Regions from separate parts of the Mus musculus genome. Here region 1 is linked to region 2. The links are chromatin contacts, called in public promoter capture Hi-C maps. All regions are on one chromosome and are shown on one strand. The core of a region is the stretch at or near the end of the contact, and the rest is flanking DNA. Distances in the headings are between cores, read along the strand shown. Region 1 has its middle 33 kb from the start of Gm36165. Region 2 holds the start of Neil2 (nei like 2 (E. coli)).

The links. Promoter capture Hi-C pulls out the DNA fragments that hold promoters and counts their contacts.
Region 1: a promoter capture Hi-C map of liver shows a contact between it and region 2. The contact joins the enhancer-like site here to the promoter of Neil2 in region 2. A contact is called at or near these places in 5 of 39 promoter capture datasets (embryonic stem cells, hippocampal neurons, liver and 1 more), 1 of 115 datasets of contacts at active chromatin or transcription factors (extraembryonic endoderm stem cells) and 3 of 9 other capture datasets (adipose tissue, liver and pancreatic islet).

Annotation. Positions count from the first base shown.
Region 1 is chr14:63,324,744-63,327,448 of GRCm38.p6, reverse strand. It overlaps Gm4151. Among named protein-coding and RNA genes, the nearest start is that of Gm36165, 33 kb to the left of the region's middle. Within about 2 kb of position 1,343, at least 32 of the 459 cell types and tissues checked have an H3K27ac peak or open chromatin away from gene starts, as enhancers often do. A contact at or near this core is called in extraembryonic endoderm stem cells and liver, where this site is marked.
Region 2 is chr14:63,192,158-63,194,857 of GRCm38.p6, reverse strand. It overlaps Neil2 (nei like 2 (E. coli)), which reads left to right and starts at 1,333. Exons shown (of 5, transcript NM_201610.2): 1 at 1,333-1,434.

The DNA of each region.
Region 1 (2,705 bases), core at 94-2,593, 130 kb before region 2:
AGTGGATGAACCTGACCCTATGTTGCTGCTCTGGGCAAAGGCAGGAACCGCTCCAGCATAATGATGAGGCTTGGTTCTCTCACTGACTGGCTCTGTGTGCTGAGGGAAGTCACTGCACCACTAAGCCTGTTTCCCATTCACAAGGAGGCTGTTCCCAGCATCTCCTCTCAGGAATTCAGTGACTCCAAGGCTATAGGGAGTAAAAGTGCCTATGGGCCCATTGTGTGCTTTCTATTCCAGCTGCCCTCCTCTCTTATAGACCTACTCCCTGCCCCTCCATGTGTAAATTCAATCCCAAACTACTTTAGGTGCCATCAGAGTCAAACATCTGACATTGGAACTATGACTCTTTGCTCAAGTCTCTAGACAGGAAGCTCTAAGTCCCCTTAGGGTCCATCATGGCCACAATCATCTCTGGTTGAGAGTAAGGGACACAATTGAAAACATGCTACAGAGCATGGGCCCTAACAGAAGAAAGAATGCTTAGACAGGCGAATGGGAGCTGGCCAAGGCTGGACACAACCCCATAGGCATCTCCTGGGACTTCTGAGAAACAGCTATTTCCCCTAACTCTGGGCTGTCTTCCATGTCAAACAACCTTCCCTTCTATCTGTCTGATTGGTTCCTTCAGCCTGGAAGCTTCCCACGTCTTGCCCTTCTGCTGCATGCCCACTTTCTTAGTCTGATGCTGCCAAAGTTAGCAGTATGCCCTCCTCTGGGGGACCACCCCAACTTTAAGCCCTGCATTCAAAGCTCTTCCTTTGGAGTTGGTGATACTAAATCCAGACACAGATAGAGTGGGAAATGGTGTTTCCTGAGCGCTGAGCCATGACACTGGGAGCCAGAGGAGGCCCAAGGAGGAAGGGCCCCACATGGGCTGCAGGGGCCTCACATAGGCTTGAGAGGCAAGAAAGTCTCCTTAAGTGAGAAAGAAGTAAGCCAGGTGCTTGGAAAGAACATTCAGAGAGGCCCTGAGGGATGGAAAGAGGCCTGCTGATAAGCGGCAGGTCCCGCAGAACTGCTGCCGGAAGAGGAGGGGAAGGAGTGTCTTATGGAGAACTCCAGGGGAAGGAAAGTTGGCTTGATGACAAGTGCTCAGCAACCAAGGGCCTTCAGATCAATGCCCAGGCTCTGTAAGCCATGACCTCCTTCCTCAGACCCCTCCTCTCAGGCAAGAGGCTATACCACGAACTGGCCACGGTTTCCCAGAAGACAAGGGCTGCCTCATTGATTGGCCTGTGAAAGGCCACTTGGCAGACTGGTTGCCGAGAAACGGCCCTGGAGGCCAGGGTTGGGATTAGTGAGTAGCCCTGTTTGCTCTCCTTGTTGGGAGGAAAGGGGACTTTGGTCTCAGCTTATCAAACTGCCCTGAGTTTGAAAGCCCAGGAATGCAGCCTTGGGCAAATGTGCAGGTTCACAGGACACCCATTAATCAAACAGTTCCCTTCCCTCCACCCCTAATAACCTGACCCCCACTTCACACACACACACACACACACACACACACACACACACACACACACACCCTCCAATCCCCTTTCTTTCTTCCAGAGGTCCCAGAAAAGAGAAACGCATCCTACCAGCCTATCTCTGGGCCCAGTAGAGCAATCTTAGGAGAACAGTTCACCTTGGAAGCTAAGTCCTTCTGGAGTTTATTTGGTAGGCCTCAAGGCAGCTTGACGAGCAGCTGAGGCTTCCAGAAGGTGGGCAGAGCCAGCGTGTTTCTCTACCTGGTCTATATCCCAAGTAGCACACTGTCTCCTCAAAATTAAAAAAAAAAAAAAAAAAAAAAAAAAAGTTCTCCATAGTAACTTTTTGGAAATATATCTTCAGGTAGGAACTCATGCCTTTCCCTGAAGTGCTATTGGCAACCAATGTCCTTAGGGGTGGAAGGGTGACTTTCTCCAGTGATGTGGCCATTGTAAGGTCATGCTTCTGTAAGCCTCCTGGCGGAAACTCATTGAGTCACACACACAAAAGGATGTGGAATGATAAGGGAATGAATTGAGAAGAGAAAGATTAACGGGGATGGGAGGGGCCGAGAGAAGGTGGAGGCTGGAGAGGTAGTTCAGGGCTTAAGTGACCTTGGCTGCTCTTCCAGAGGACCCAGGTTCGGTTCCCAGCACCCACATGGTGACTCAGAACCACCTGTAACTCCAGATTCAGATGGTCTGACACCCTCTCTCAACCTCTGTAGGCACTGCACACATGTGGTGCACAGACAAGTGCAGGCAAAACACCCATACATATAAAATAGAGCTCTTAATTTAAAAACAGAGAAGGTAATGTGGATGGGGAGGAATATAATTGAAATACATCATATATCTGTATGAAAGTATCACAATGAATACAATGAGCCCATCATCATATACAATTAATAATATATGCCAATAATACTCATATATTCAAGTTTCTTTGCAGCCCCATGGAATGAAAAGGCGGCATTTGTTTTCCTCTGCCACTTGCGGAACAAAACTGAGAGTCACTGTCAACACAGAAGCCAAAGCTCCAGGCTTCTCAGTGTCACAGTGGAGGGTAGATGTGATAACCTGAACTCCGGAGGGGTGGTTGTCAGTAACAGAAAATGTGCCCTCCTCATAGTGTGTGACACAGACCTCCGTGCTCCAGTCCAGGAGTACAGCCTTGAGAGCCCAGGTGGGGGAGGTTCCAGCTTTCAGGGGCCAAGTGGTGTGAGCTGGCTATGA
Region 2 (2,700 bases), core at 84-2,583:
GTAGAAGGCTAGCTGAACCCCTCCTTGAAGCAGGGCTGTCTCCCCCATGCCGGCCAAGTTCAGAGACTGACACCTTAGCCACTTCCGAAGGCCACGGAGTTCACCAAAGGTCTCTTGACATCCTGTACAGTGCTGGCTCCAACCGTTCTTGGCGACCTATTTTTTGAATAACCTGGTATCATCTTTAATCTCTTAAGAAAACACTTCAATACACAACGTTTTAAAAGCGTATAGTATAAACTCAAAGATGATTAAAATAATACAAAGCAAAAGTAAATAAATCTCACTCTTTAAAAGTGTTACAGGCCAGGTGTGCTAGCCGTGTTTAAAAATCCCAGTACTAAAGGAACTAACTTTGTCGGTTCATGCACGAGTTCAGGACTAGCCAGGCTTTGTCTCAAAAATACAAAACCCATACAAAAAAACCTTCGCGAAGGGTGTGGAGAAACTGAAATGTCTGCCTTGGCCTGAGCCACTCAAGACCTTTGGATTCTGAGCGCTTGCCTATTCTCAGTACCAGTCCACTCTTTCCCAGGCAAGCCTGGGAGAGGAAACGGGGAGACTTGAGATGGGGAGGGATAACTCAGAGGTATGGTGACTCTGGAGGGTAGGCGAAGGTGCTCCCAGAGTTATTTCCCAGAGAAAGAGCTTGAATCACGGTGGTGGTTTCAGGAGGGGAGAGGGAGGGGGCGATGGTAGGGGTGGGGAGACAGAGAGATGAGCCTCCAGTGGTCACCCCGGGAAGGAGACCGCAACATCCCTCCTACTTGCAGGGGGAGCCCAAGTAGAGATGCCTCCATCACCCATCCCGAAGTGAACCCCCACCTGCAGCGCCTCCAGGGAAGAAACCTGAAGCTCCTCATCAGGGATGTACCCCACCTTCAGCATCTAACAGGAGAGGAATCCGCAGCTCCCCACCCACCTCCAAGACCAGCTCGGCCCGGGGGAGGAGCCCTTGAGTCCAGGAAGTAGCTTCCGGTCCCCTCCGGGGAGGAGCCAGCGGAACCCCAGCTACCGGGCTACGGACCCCGTGCGCTCCAATGGCTGAACTCGTCCTCCCCGCCCTGGTCTGGAAGGCGCAGGTGGATGGTGACTCCTGCTGCGACTGCTGGGAGCGTACATCTTCCCGGGACCCACCTGGGGCTGCGTCAGCCTCCTCCCTGCCCTCTGTAGCCCACACGTGCACGTAGTTAACACTTGTTTTCACAGAAAAATTAAGCAGTGTCTCTTCTGGACATGCGCAGCCTGGTTGTAAGTTTGTTTTTGTTGATCACGTTGCCTTCCGACTCCCTGAGCCCTCGTGACCCTCATGTGTTCCCTCCCCCTTCGGAAGGGTTAGGAAACGCTGTGGCCTAAGACTTTCTCCTGGCTCCTGGAGAAAAGGGACCACGTCCTGCGCAGCCTGGCCACCTCACCCTAGCGACGAAGCCCAAGGTTCTCTCTCATCAGCTCTTCCCATTCTTTTCCTGTCCATCAAACCATACCTAGGGGCGGAGAGTTGTTTGTCTGTTTTGAGACAGGGCCTCTGTGTAGTTGTGTGGCTGGCCTTGAGGGATTAAAGGCTTGCCGGAGAGATTTAAGATTAGGGCTGCATGCTGCATCATACTGGCGGTATTTTCCAGAACTTTCTCTGCCGGTAGCCAGGAAGACTGAACTTAGAGGTGGTTAGGGTACCAGTGCCTGGCAAGCTGGCTTCCAGCCCGGCAGCTTTCCCTGAAGGTCAGAGTAGGTGAACTGTTACCACATTTCCGAGTGTGTGAATGGGAATCTAAGCGCAAATGAATTTAGTTAAGCATCGTTGAGGCCGTAGCCCAGTTGGTAAAGGGATGCTTGCAAGATGCCCTGGGTTTGAGCATAAACCAGGGGTTGTGATGTGCTGGAGACCACTCATACACAGTGGCCTCTAGGCCAGCTTGGCATTTGAAATATAGGCAAACCTGTCTCAAGATAGAAAGAAAAATCGCATAATTGATTGTGTTATTTATGAAGCTACGAGAATTTTCAGGATGTCTGGGGCATCCTGATTCTTCGATTAAAGTATATTTTAAATGTCTTAGTAGGGAGGAAGTTGTATATGGCTCACACTTGGGAGACTGAGGCAGAAGGATTGTTCAGAGTTCAAGACCAGCCTGGGCTACAGAGTGAGGCTTAACAGCCACCCTGGCTTTTAGAAACACTGCAATAATAACTACCCGCTGTATGCCTTTGTTGATTTTTACCTCAATTTATGAGCGTGGTGTTGGTAAGTGGCGGGTGAGGTTAGGTAGAGCTTTGAGTGGGGGATGGGAGGACAACGCCTGCTCAGTAAAGTCTGGGTGTAGGCTACCCAGGCGATCTCATCCTGGTGGCTCCCGGTGACTTTGGATGGTTGAGGACAGAGAGGGGAGGGGTGACGTGTAGACCTGCCTGGCTGCTGTCTACTTGTCATGCTTCCGAGTTCTGCCAGCACTGTGGTTACAGATAGAGAACCATTTCTAGAGATCACATAACTAGTTCCGATCTCCTTTACCTGAGGTGGTCCCGAGAGAGCCAGATCCAAGTATGGATCAGTCAGAAGAGAGTTGGAATGAACGTTTGAGGACAGCTAGGACTACGTAGTTTCAGCTCACCTAGAGCTATGGAGTAGCAAGACTCTGTCTTAACCAACCAAACAAGGAGTGGCTGACCACTGAGGTGGCAGCACCTTCGAAGTAGACAGTA